Regions from separate parts of the Bombyx mori genome. Here region 1 is linked to region 2. Evidence: chromatin contacts called from public Hi-C data. All regions are on one chromosome and are shown on one strand. The core of a region is the stretch at or near the end of the contact, and the rest is flanking DNA. Distances in the headings are between cores, read along the strand shown.

Region 1 (6,406 bases), core at 3,281-5,780, 88 kb after region 2:
AACCGTGAATGAAGTGTACCACAATAAGTTCGCACGTTACCGAATGACCGTGGGTTGTTGCGAAACCTCCAGTTTTATTTTCTTTATACCTCGAATAGAACTTAAAATTAATATTTTTATAATAAGGAACTTCGTTCCTATTCTGTGTCCCACGACACCATACACCTTTTTTTGTATTCGAAGCTCTGCTGCGTCTGTTAGTCTGGTGTACACCGGAAAGTCAATTGGCGCGCTGTTATTATTGCGTATTTGCGGTCAATATTAGGGTTTATTGTGTGAACAAGCTTAGGTCTCTGTTGGTGTAAAGTCGTTGCTGAAGCCCTTACCCATCATAGTCTAAATGCCGTCTTAACCCACCTTGAAATGGGAGGTGGGAGTCCATATAACGAAGGACCATATAACTATTTCTCATTAGAAGTAGGCAGGACCTACCTTTGCGAGCTCGCAATATGCTCTGCCACCAGTAAATACCAGTTGGTGATCGCAGTGTGTTGTTTGTTGTCGGTGGTTCGCTTGACCGCCTTTTGTGACATCTACGCCAAGATGGTTTGGTGGTGGTGGAAGTTCTAGGGCGATACCGTACAGCCACGCTCAAAACCTTGAGACAGTCTGTACGTAATACAATTGAGACGTTCTATCTCAAGACAGGTGACGGAATTTCACACAATTAATTCAGTGATCGTTGAGAGAACTTTTAAAAACGTAAATATTTTTGTTCCATGGAAAACTTAGGGCAAAGAAAACAGTTCCTTAACCAAGGTCCATAATACAAGACCGTCTCTTTGATTTTGTACCTTTTGGTTTTTTTTCCAGGTGCGAATAATGAAAATGCTTGATCATCCGAACATTGTGAAGCTCTTCCAAGTTATAGAGACTGAAAAGACACTTTACCTGGTCATGGAATATGCTTCGGGTGGAGAGGTGAGTCGTCTTCATAGCAATACGAATATTTTTAATGCCATTTTTAGGGCTGGACGAGATCGGAGACCACCAATTTAAGTTATTACGAATATTGTATTTAGTAATTACCGGATACCATAGACACCCAACAACGTGAATGCTGCCACCCTGCAGGAGTTGTAAATGTCAGTTTTATTTTGATTACAACGGGTGCTACATTTTTCAAACCGAATTGCCAAATTAAGGTTGTGAAACCTACACGTTCGGGCTTTCAAGAGGTTATTAATTATTATTAACTAGCGACCCGCCCTCGCCTCGCTTCGGAAACTGTAATTTATTATTGATTTCTCCACTATTTAATGGATGTTATTGGATGTTAATGGACATATGAACCTTCCTCTTCAATTACTCTATCTATTAAAAAAAACGGCATCAAAATCCGTTGCGTAGTTTTAAAGATTTAAGCATACATAGGGACAGAGAAAGCGACTTTGTTTTATACTATGTAGTGATTTATCTGCTTGGTTTTCGAATCGTTTTGGGTCCTATGTGAAAATTTATTAAGAATTAACGATCATTAACGAGGACGAAAATGTTACAGGTGTTCGACTATTTAGTGCTACACGGCCGCATGAAGGAGAAGGAGGCCCGTGCTAAGTTCAGGCAGATAGTTTCGGCCGTCCAATACTGCCACCAGAAACGGATCATACATAGGGATCTCAAGGTAATAAGGACTATAATAATATTAATCACTTTAAGCTTTAAGCCGCGACTCCGTCCGCGTGGAATAGTTACTTTGGCGTAACGTTTAATGTTACCCCCACTACATTTACGTCAGCGGTCTGGGAACCGGGGTAAATTACCCCACATGGGGTAGTTTTATTGAAATGAAATTTTAGGGGGGTAAAAATGAAACTTTTGTGAGTAAAAAGTATATATTGAAGTGAAACTTCTTTAGAATCGTAAAATTTTTAGTTATTGTTTTCTTTTCTAAATTATCCAAGGAGCTTTAATATGAAAGATGCTAAAAAGAAGCGATTTCGTTTTTTTTTGTTCTTCGCCATGGGGTAATATCAACCTACACAAAAATATTTTGGGGTAATAATTTAAAAAAGTTCCCCGACCGCTGATTTACGTAGAAAGTGAAAATATTTTTGTATTATAGAATGTTAAAGGAGCTATTTAAACCCCTATTTTGAAACATTATTTATTGGTGCTCCACTTGTATTGGTCTTAGCGTGATGATATATAGCGTGAGCCTATAGCCTTCCTCAGTAAATGGGTTATCTAACACTGAAAGAATTTTTCAAATCGGACCAATACTTCCTGAGATTAGCGCGTTCAAACAAACAAACTCTTCAGCTTTATAATATTAGTATAGATAAACTATAGTTTCGATCCTAGTGTCCTTATGTAAGGTTTTTTGAAGGGAGGCTTATGTTTGGGACCGTTGTCATTTTGATATTTAATGAAACGTAAAAGCGACACTAAAGTAAGATGAACTTATATAAAGCCGTTGGAGGGAATGAGATGGAACGATTCGAAACGATTCACTTCTTACGTACGTGAATTGCACGCGTCTTTTTTATTTATTGTTCTAAATGTGCTGAAGATGTCACAGTGTAGACACAACGATGTGTATACCTCGAGAGTTGAGGTCGACCTCAAGTCACGGTTTTATTGTGTAACGTTGTCTCATTAGGTTTTGAGTTTTTGAGTGAATATCTGAAGACGTAGCGTGGGTAGGCCTCCCACACAAGGTCGACCGACGAGCTCTTGAAGGTCGCGGGAATCCACTGGAAAGAGGCAGCGCAGGTCCCTTGATTGTGGCGAGTCTTGCTGAACCCCATGTCCATCCGTGGACGTTTGTGGGCTAAATAGGTTGCGAGTTATTTCCTCCATTATGATCTGTTAAACGTTAAGATATTCGGTAAAGTTCACGCTGTTGTATTAGTGGTCACTCGACCTGGGCACATAATCTGGTAAAAATCATATTGATGGTGGTTGAAGGGTCTTGTGATTACACGTGAGTTTCAAGGGTGAAATGGTGATCGTTAGATAGCTGGATGACATTGTTGGGTAAGACTATAGAAATCTGTGAAAAATCACGTCAATCTTTTGCATTGGAATAAGATAGGACAATCAAACAGACAAAGCTCTCGATTCACATTCGTGTATTGTTATTTCAGGCCGAGAATCTTTTATTAGACGGCGAGATGAACATTAAGATTGCCGATTTCGGTTTCTCTAACGAGTTCACGCCGGGAGCGAAGCTGGACACCTTCTGTGGCAGTCCGCCCTATGCAGCCCCTGAACTGTTCCAAGGTTTGTCTATATTAATATACAAGCGGCCCGCTCCGGCTCCGCTCGGGTCTTTAACAAAAATTTCAACGGTATTTGACATTGTTTTATTTTTTAAAATAAAAGAACACTTATTGCGGCATAACTATAATTGTTAGACATATGCTGTCGCGACATTATTTTATTCTATCATAAATAGTTTTCGCAGTGCACGCGATTATTTATGATATTACGAAGAATATTTTAGGTAATTTTTTTACACCTTGGATTACATTATTGGAGTTTTAGTAAGGATCTCAATTTAAAAAAAAAAAAAAATTATATAGTCTATGTCACTCGGGAATAGTGTAACTTCCAAACAGTGAAATAATTTTTCAAATCGGTTCTATAGTTTCGGAGCTTATTCAATACAAAGAAACAAATCTTTCCTCTTTATAATATTAGTATACATAAATCTACAGTGGTTTTTACGGATGCTCCGTTATAACTACTGAACCGTGCATCCGGTTGACTTGAAACTTGGTATCCATGTAGAAAATACATGTACTTAATGGATAGACTATTATTTATATGAGCGTTGGACACCCTACACCGGTTGCGGGGGCGTTAATGATGAGAATCTTTGTGGGGGTGAGAAATAATAATGTTAATTTTGAATGGCCAGCGAAGCGGACGGGTACAGCTAGTCGTTTCTAAGGTTGTGATTCTATTTTCGTAACGATCACAACTAGGCAGGGCTGGACGTATCATAACAGATCGTGAACTGGCCTTTTTTCACTGGTGGTAGGACCTCTTGTAAGTCTGCATGGCTAGGTACCACCACCCCGCCTATTTCTGCCGTGAAGCAGTAATGCGTTTCGGTTTGAAGGGCCGTTGTAACTATATTTGAGACCTTAGAACTTATATCTCAAGGTGGGTGGCGGCATTTACGTTGTAGACGTCTATGGGCTCCAGTAACCAATTAACACCAGGTGGACTGTGAGCTCGTCCACCCATCTAAGCAATAAAAAAAAATTAGCCAAGTCGAAGTCAATTGTTAAGTAGGTATTTCATTAGAACATTTTGTACCCGCCTGCGGGATTCGAACACCGGTGCATCGCTTCAACACGAATGCATCGGACGTCTTATCCTTTAGGCCACGACGACTTACATTTACATTCGAGTCCCTCTTTTAACTGCTTTTCATAGGTATTCGGTGTAAAGTGTACTTATTCGCTGTACTATAAAAATGACAGGCAAGAAATACGACGGTCCCGAGGTCGACGTGTGGTCTCTGGGCGTGATCCTCTACACGCTGGTCTCCGGCTCGCTGCCCTTCGACGGCTCCACGCTCCGGGAGCTACGCGAGAGGGTGCTGCGAGGGAAATACAGGTACGTGCACACACACACTAGCGACATCTCTGTGTCGCCGTCTGGAACTAAATAGTTTATGACGATGTCGCTAGATGGCGTTATTATAAAATAAATTTGTAGGTGTGTTTTTATCGAATGAATTATTGCTTCGCGTTAATTAAACAGAACGCGGTTAGATAATGAATTTTTACAAAATGTTATTTACTATGCCTTATCAATGTCTTGCCTTCTTCGTACGTGTCTATTAAGCAAAAAAATAATAATTATGTGTCATATTTTTGACGATTTTAATTAATAGAATTAAAATCACATGACACGTAATTTGGTATTCTTTGAGAATTGATACTAGCAATGTATATGTTACGGTAAATGTACACTCTTGGGAAATGTACACTTTTACCGGCAAATGTACACATTTTTTTTTATTGCTTAGATTACTGGACGAGCTCACAGCCCACCTGGTGTTAAGTGGTTTCTGGAGCCCATAGACATCTACGACGTAAATGCGCTCCCCACCTTGAGATATAAGTTCTAAGGTCTCAGTATAGTTACAACGGCTGCCCCACCCTTCAAACTGAAACGCATTACTGCTTCACGGCAGAAACAGGCGGGGCTGTGGTGCCCACCCGCGCGGACTCACAAGAGGTCCTACCACCAGTAATTACGCAAATTATAATTTTGCGGGTTTGACCTTTTCCGGTTGATTGACATTTGACATTTTCCGGTAAACGTGCATGCACATTTGCCTCCTCGTTTGGGAAATGTGCATTCAACTAACAAAGAATGCGCATGCGCACCACATTACTAGCACTTGCGATTTCGCATTTTGTATGTCATGCTCACATTTACCAAAACGACATGGTCATTGTGAATTCAATGTACATTTGCCTTCTTTGTTAGTTGAATGCACATTACCCAAACGAGGAGGCAAATGTGCACATTTACCGGAAAATGTGTACATTTTTTATTTATTTTTATTGCTTAGATGAGTGGACGAGCTCACAGCCCACCTGGTGTTATGTGGTTACTGGAGCCCATAGATATCAACAACGTAAATGCGCCACCCACCTTGAGATATAAGTTCTAAGGTCTCAATTATAGTTACAACGGCTGCCCCACCATTCAAACGGAAACGCATTACTGCTTCACGGCAGAAATAGGCAGGGTGGTGGTACCTACCCGCGCGGACTCACAAGAGGTCCTACCACCAGTAAAACATTTGCCGCAAAATCTACTTTTACCGTAACTTATACACTGTACAGTATCGTTTTCTAATACAATTCTTTTTTGGTTTTTTTTTTATAAAACTCCAGAATACCGTTCTACATGTCAACGGACTGCGAGAATCTTTTAAAGAAATTCCTCGTCCTGAATCCTGCGAAGCGTGCGTCCCTAGAGAGCATAATGCGAGACAAATGGATGAACACCGGATACGAGGAGGACGAACTCAGGCCCTACGTCGAGCCGCAGCAGGACTTCAAGGACCACAAGCGGATAGGTACGTTGTGTCGCACCCCTGCCCTCCCATCCATCCCCCTATCTGCATTGTCCGCGAGTTTTAATAATTGAGAATTTGTATATCGCAATTCGATCTAAAATAACCCTTATTGCGAATTAAATAAAGTCGATTTTCGTTTGGCATATAAAATTCCACTGAATTGAGTTCTGTTCTATTAAAATGAGTCTAGTTTAGGTTGGCAATAAGTTAATGTACTTACCAGATTTTTTTTTAACAATTTCCAAAAAAATACCGTTAAAAAGTTACACTCCGACCGCTTTCTAAATAACCGGTAATTTCTGACTTTGACTTTGATTTTCACGGCGACTCGTACTAAATGTCACTAAAATGTTG
Region 2 (6,906 bases), core at 1,812-4,311:
CCGGTCACCGTTCTCGTCGAACCCGTCGCTTGCGACGAAGGGCTCGACGAGTAAATTAACTCTCAGACACAGCCCACTGAGTTTCTCGCCGGATCTTCTCAGTGGGTCGCGTTTCCGATCCGGTGGTAGATTCTGCGAAGCACGACTCTTGCTAGGGTTCGTGTTAGCAACATCGTCAGGTTTGAGCCCCGTGAGCTCACCTACTAAAGTTAGGGTTACGCTGAAATAGCCGCTAGGGCTATCAGCTTAGGTAGGAAAAAAAAAAAAAAAAGAAGATCGCATGGTTTTGATATAATAATACTTCTAATGGCATTTATGTAGTTGCTTATGTTGACGCCTTATGTACTTATACTACAAGTACGTATCGAACATATGTGATTAGGAACGAATTCCACGATGCTCAAAAACGTCATGAAATAAATATAGCTCACAGTCCACCTGGTGTTAAGTGATACTGGAGCCCATAGACATCTACAACGTAAATGCGCCAACCACCTTTCAAACCGAAATGCATTACTGATTCAGGCAGAAATAGGCAGGGTAGTGGTACCTACCCGTGTTGACTCACATGAGGTCCTAGCACCAGCAAATAGGAGGTAATTTGAGGAAGGGGTTTCACTTGTATTGTGCTATTAAGATTTTTGACGTCGTATCTCTTTTTGATATGAAGGATTTGCACATTTACGTTATAGTGTCTACGGATGTCGTTAACCAATTGAGATTAGATGAGAAGTGAACTGGACTATCAATTTACGTCAAAAAAGGGTTTGCCTATCCTTCATACGGATTACTGCTTCTTTAAAACACAAAAGGACGCTGGTATGCCGGTACAGTATGTAATTTTGAGGTGTTTGGTTTAAAATATGATATCGGAGACCTCATATGAATCCATATGAAAATACGTTGAGTCAGTGAAATTCTTGGAAAATATACTCTCGGAGAGATATTGACTTTGCCGAGAAATAACGGAGACTAGTGTGCCAAAATCAACATTAAAAATAATTGTAATTGAATGCAAGAGATTCCATATTTTTATAATTAAGAAAAAAGGCACTTTCTGAAACTTGTTTTCTTTTTTTTTTTAGGCGGTAAATAAAACGACCTTAATAAAATGATGAAAAGCTAATGTAACCGGCATTCATAAAATTCACATAATGCGTATTGTAAAACGCCATCTAGCGGTGAATAGTTGTAGATTGTACGGTACAGAACGTGTTATATTTTTATTTTATAAATTTGTAAAGAATTAATTATTACAATAAATAAAGATGTGCATAGCCTTGAATTGCATATGAATATACCTTTGTTATTTCTATAGCAAAAATTAGCAAGGCAATGATGTTCATTTGTCTATTAAATCATAGATGGCGGCTCTTCTGATGCGAAATCTCATTTTCGTACTGTAGCATAATTGAATAGCTAGGTACTAAATGTACATAAGTTATTATGTTTAATATGTAAATATTTGTTGAAACTAAATGAATCTAAAATTACTACACAAAAATTTCACTATTATTTTCTTGTTTTTTTTTATGACTTCCAGTTTTATCTAAACAATTGAATAAATCTAAATAAATAGTTCCACTACGATAAATAAATTTGTGTTGCTAGTTATTATTACTGATCAAGGCTTTTAGTTCTGCTGTCTTGTATTGTAACATTGAAACCTGATTCGTATTAATTAAGGAATTGTCCGCTAGATGGCGGGACCAGTAACTTAAATTCACGTCACCAGATTGCTCAGGTTGACAAATACAGACATAAATAGACATTGTCGTGTGCAAAAGCCTTATTTGGGCTTAGAATGTGTTCTCGCTCTCTTTTCATATTGTGGTAGTGGGGGTTAATAGTTTTTGCAACTTCATTTTGAAACCCACGTTTGTATATAGGTGGGTCTGTGAACTTTGCAAGTAGGTAGGTAGTCCATTGTTACTATTAAACGACATGTCTTAAGTTTACGGAATACGGTGTAAAATTGGTTGACACTCAGATGACACGACTATTGATTTTAAATATAGCAGAGCTTTGAAAAAGATTAATTTGTTTTTTATTGTAATTTTTCTTTTTTCTTTTTATGAGCATTGTTGATTTGATGTTTTTTTTTAAAGTTTCCACTTATTTACTTCCGTATCTGTTGATTATTCGTAAATTTTTGTGGTACAAAAATTATGGAAGTGGTTATGACGTCTAGAAATATTTCAATAATTTTAAAATTTTCGAGCAATAAGGCTTCGTTGTGATGAAAAATATATTCGTAATTGAGTAAATAATTAATAATACTCTTATGGCTTAATTTTTACGTCATTTTTTTATTTGCTACGTTTCAAATATTTTGGTTTTCGTGGTCCAGACTGAGTAAACATTTCGCTCGAAATAAAATATCTAGAAAAAAAGCGATTTCAGTATAGGCGATTACGTATAATGTATGTAGGATTGGTAAGAACGGAACGTATGAAAAGATTGAGGAACGGAGCGTTAAGATATGAGTGAGAGAAAACGGAAAGAAAGGGAAAAGAGAATGACAGAGAAAAAGAAAGATGGCGAAGACTGTCAAAAAATCAGCAAGGCCTAATAAAAGTGTTAATTAATTTTTATAACAGAAGATCTTGGAACAGTGGAAGTTTTATTTTATACCCTGCGATTATCTACCTGTGCCTATTCTACATGTATCATCACCCTATAGCAGTCGAGTGCTGGACAGAGGCCTCTACAATTGCACTCCACCGAGCACGATCATCGGCTTCTCTCATCCAGCTCTAGACAGCCACCCTGCATAGATCGCCACTCCATCAAAACTGAGGCTTTCCTGCACTACGTTTGCCAATTCGCGGTTAATATGGAGTCGGAACGGCCTACGTTTGCTGCTTGGGGTGCTGTTCCAATTGCATACAGAGTTAACGTTTACGCTATCGAGAACGTTAAAAAACTAGCACTAAGCACACCTACAGAACGTCGAAAGACCGACCGTTGGATAGTTACACCAGTTACACCAGCGCACTGTGTTTGTGTGTGTGTAATGTAATGTAAATGTTTGAATAAATTACACGGTCGGTCGCCGTACCTCTGGCGACCGTGTGACTCACGCATTGCGCCGTCGCAACTATTGCATTTCGACGTCTGCGTTGCACAGATTGAAGCGTGTGGTACAAACGTGCAACACGGTTATATAATAACTACAGGTCTCCTGGTTAAGACCGCGTTCGCCCACCGGTCTTGGTAAAACTGGAAAGGGTTTGGGGCCATCAGTAATCCTTCCTTCCATAAAGTAATAGATTGGTAACGACAAAGTGAAGATCTGTCACCGGTATACCGAAGGTCTGAATGTTAAATGATAGCATTCAGTGGTCCCGAACTGGGCTGCCAACCGTTGAGCTCTTCTGAAGACTTCTGCTTATATTTCTTCACGTAAGAACAGTCGACAATAGCTTTTTTTTTAAGAAGGAAAGAATCATGTGTCGTAGCACAGCGAAAGGACACAGGATCCTAGTCAAAGAGTACGTCATAATGGCATTTAAAAGGGCATTGTCGAAGTTTCCAATCGTTTTCGGTGTTAGGGATGAACTCGGCTTCATTCCGGAAGAATCCAAAAGGTAGACGTTAAAGGAAAGAGATCTTCCGGTGTCTTACTTAATATGGGTGTTCCTCAGGGTTCCATATTGGGTCCCTTCTTATTTCTTGTGTATATCAATGATTTACCAAAGTTTATTGAAACCCGTCACGAGGTCGTATTATTCGCTGATGATACATCCTTATTGTTTAAAATTAAACGACAATTGGAAGATTATGACGATGTGAATGATGCTATCTCGCGCGTGGTACATTGGTTTAGTGTTAATAATCTGTTATTAAATAACAAAAAAACAAAATGTATAAAATTTACCACACCTAATGTTAGACAAGTAGACACTAATATCATTGTAAGTGGAGAGACACTGGAGCTTGTTGATTCGACAGTTTTTCTTGGTATAACAGTTGATTCCAGGCTGCAGTGGGGTCCTCACATATGCAAGCTAGCGAATAGACTTAGTTCTGCAGCGTTTGCGGTAAAAAAAATACGAACGTATACTGATGAAAATACGGCACGTCTAGTTTATTTCAGTTATTTTCATAGTGTTATGTCCTATGGCATTTTGCTATGGGGCAATGCTGCCGATGTCGAAACGATTTTCATCCTGCAGAAGAGGGCTATTCATGCTATTTATAATATGCACCCGAGGGAATCCTTGAGGGACAAGTTTAAGGAAATCAAAATTCTAACTTTAGCGTCCCAATACATTTTTGAAAATTTATTGTACGTGCGTAAAAACATTATAGAATTCCCCAGAGTCTGCGATTTGCATAATGTGAACACTAGGAACAAACATAGGCTTACGTTGCCGGCGGCTCGAATTAAGAAAATAAGCAACTCTTTCAGGGGGCTGGGTGTACAACTTTTCAACAAGATCCCACAAAACGTTCAATTACTACCTGTTCATAGATTTAAGAAAACTGTCAAGGAACGTTTGTGCAACAAGGCATATTATAAAGTTAAGGATTTTTTACTAGATGGCACTACGTGGGAATGAGGCGTTCGCTCCTGGCCTTTTCATTTTTCATTATTATTATTATTTATTTGAATTGTATTTTTTTGACTTGTTTTTTTGTATACTGTAAATATGTTTTCTTGTTTAAAAAAAGAAAATAGTTGAGAAAATTAAAAAAAAAAAAAAAAAGCCCGCTGAGTTTGTTTCGCCGGTTCTTCTCAGGACTGTGGCTTTTTTTGGAACCGGTGGTAGAGTTAACATTTTCTTTTACATTTTGACATTCAACAAGTGTGTTTTTGATGACATCCAAGTTGAAATAAATGATTTTGAATTTGAATTTGAATTGATGGAATTCTAAAAAAAATTCCCCGGGCAACACTCCCTGTAGGAAACTATAAGAAAAAAAACCTATCGAAAATAAGTGTTTATGGACTTATGGTTCCAAGCATTCGGAAATATTTACGTGGTTTAATTATTTTGTTCACAATCATGCTGAACTGAGTGATTCGGCCCACTGAGTTTCTCGCCGGATCTTCTCAGTGGGTCGCGTTTCAGATTCGGTGGTAGATTCTGCGAAGCACTGCTCTTGCTAGGGCTAGTTTAGCAACACTCCGGTTTGAGCCCTGTGAGCTCACTTACACGTTAGGGCGAAGCTGACATAGTCTCTCAAGGCTATCAGCATAGGTAGGGGAAAAAAAGAGTGATGCGTCGTATGTTTCAATAACCGGTAATATGAATAAAGCAATAAGAGTGTAAATTTGAAAGCAACGTTACAATATTACATTGGACTAGATAAAGCTCTCGACCGATTCATTGTGCGCACTGTCGAGATCCGATGAGTCACGCGGCTAGCTCGTCTAACTGTAATTCTGGACGGTTTCTGTGTGAATTTGTTCTTTTTTTTTGCTCAAGTTGCGCAGACAGTCTCTCCTCAGCATATTTGATGTTGACTTGGAGGAGCCCATAAAGATCATAACGTGAATGTAGCGGTCTACTTGTACAACTTACTGGTGGTAGGACCTCTTGTGAGTCCGCACGGGTAGGTACCACCGCCCCGCTTATTTCCGCCGTGAAGCAGTAATGCGTTTCGGTTTGAAGGGTGGGGCAGCCGTTGTAACTATTCTGAGACCACAGAACTCATATGTCAAGGTGGTTGGCGGCATTTACGTTGTAGATGTCTATGGGCTTCGGTAACCACTTTACAACAAGTGGATTGTAAGCTCGTCCACCCATCTATGCAATACAAAAAAAAATATATGATACGCGCCAAACATTTTGATGCGACTGGACAAGAAAAAAGGGGTATGCACGGACCAAGATCGCGTGATTCTCCGGAAGCGAAACCCGCAAACCGGTTCCGACGCAGAGGCTTTAGTGCTGGCGAAAAAAAAAACCCAAACCCGTTTTACCGAAATTGCGTTATAAGTCTTGCAAAGTTTTTTGCTACCGCTCCCATCGGCGATTTTTGTTGCCAAAATTCCGTAAAAGAACTGCGAAGAATGAAAGGCGATTGCATGCAGCAGAGATGCGAATGTTGCGGTGGATGTGTGGAGTAACGAGAATGGATAGAATACGGAATGAATATGTTAGAGGAAGTCTGAAAGTGGCACCTGTTATAGAGAAGTTGAGAAGTACGCGTTTGGGATGGTATGGACATGTGATGAAACGAAATGAAAATGAGGTTGGTAAGAGAGTGTTAACTATTAATGTGAAAGGATAAATAGGAAGAGATAGACCTAAATAGAAATGGATGGTTTGCGTTAAAGACGATATATGTAAGAGGGGAGTCAGCGAAGAAAAGGTATATGATAGAGGAGTATGAAAGTAGAAAACGTGTTGCGGCGACCCCAGGTGACTGGGAGAAGGGCAGGAGAATGATGAACTCTATTCGCGAAATTGGATACTTGATCAGTTAAAAGTCATTTAATGGAATATTTTGAGCCGGTCGTAATAAGTGTGTCTATATACAACATAAGTTATTAAAAGAGTTCTGCAAAAATTACTTAAACACAACCGCGTTTCGTGCTATGCCATTAACTATAAACATCACCGCTATTGTGCTGTAACTGTGAGCACTCGTAAACAGATTTTACATTTCGTATATGTAAACATAGATCGCTGAGCTTGTCTGTGTGCTTAGTGCGAGTTTTTTAACGTTCTCGATAGCGTAAAAGTTAACTCGAATTTGTATGGAACTGGAAAGTTTGCCTACGTTTGCCGTTAGAGGCGCTGTTCTAACTGCATAAAAATTTGAGTTACTTTTACGCTAACGAGAACGTTAAAAAACTCGCACTAAGCATACACAACGTGTTTATCATCGCTCACAGTCGACCTCGCGTTAACAAAAGTAGTCAATAGACAGCCCATCCTGGAAATGATATCG

The links. Hi-C and Micro-C count contacts between places; a contact is called where the count stands out from the background.
Region 1: a contact with region 2 is called in a Hi-C map of midgut, with 2.8 times the contacts expected there. The contact joins two enhancer-like sites. A contact is called at or near these places in 5 of 7 Hi-C or Micro-C datasets (middle silk gland, midgut, posterior silk gland and 2 more).

What each region holds. Positions count from the first base shown.
Region 1 is chr24:7,075,046-7,081,451 of ASM3026992v2, forward strand. It overlaps LOC101740714 (serine/threonine-protein kinase MARK2), which reads left to right. Exons shown (of 23, transcript XM_062675698.1): 5 at 814-921; 6 at 1,502-1,624; 7 at 3,090-3,225; 8 at 4,437-4,572; 9 at 5,868-6,052. Among protein-coding and RNA genes, the nearest start is that of LOC134201253, 82 kb to the left of the region's middle. Within about 2 kb of position 4,531, at least 5 of the 8 cell types and tissues checked have open chromatin away from gene starts, as enhancers often do.
Region 2 is chr24:6,988,145-6,995,050 of ASM3026992v2, forward strand. All of the region lies in intron 1 of LOC101740714 (serine/threonine-protein kinase MARK2), which reads left to right. Among protein-coding and RNA genes, the nearest start is that of LOC134201253, 5.1 kb to the right of the region's middle. Within about 2 kb of position 3,062, at least 8 of the 8 cell types and tissues checked have open chromatin away from gene starts, as enhancers often do.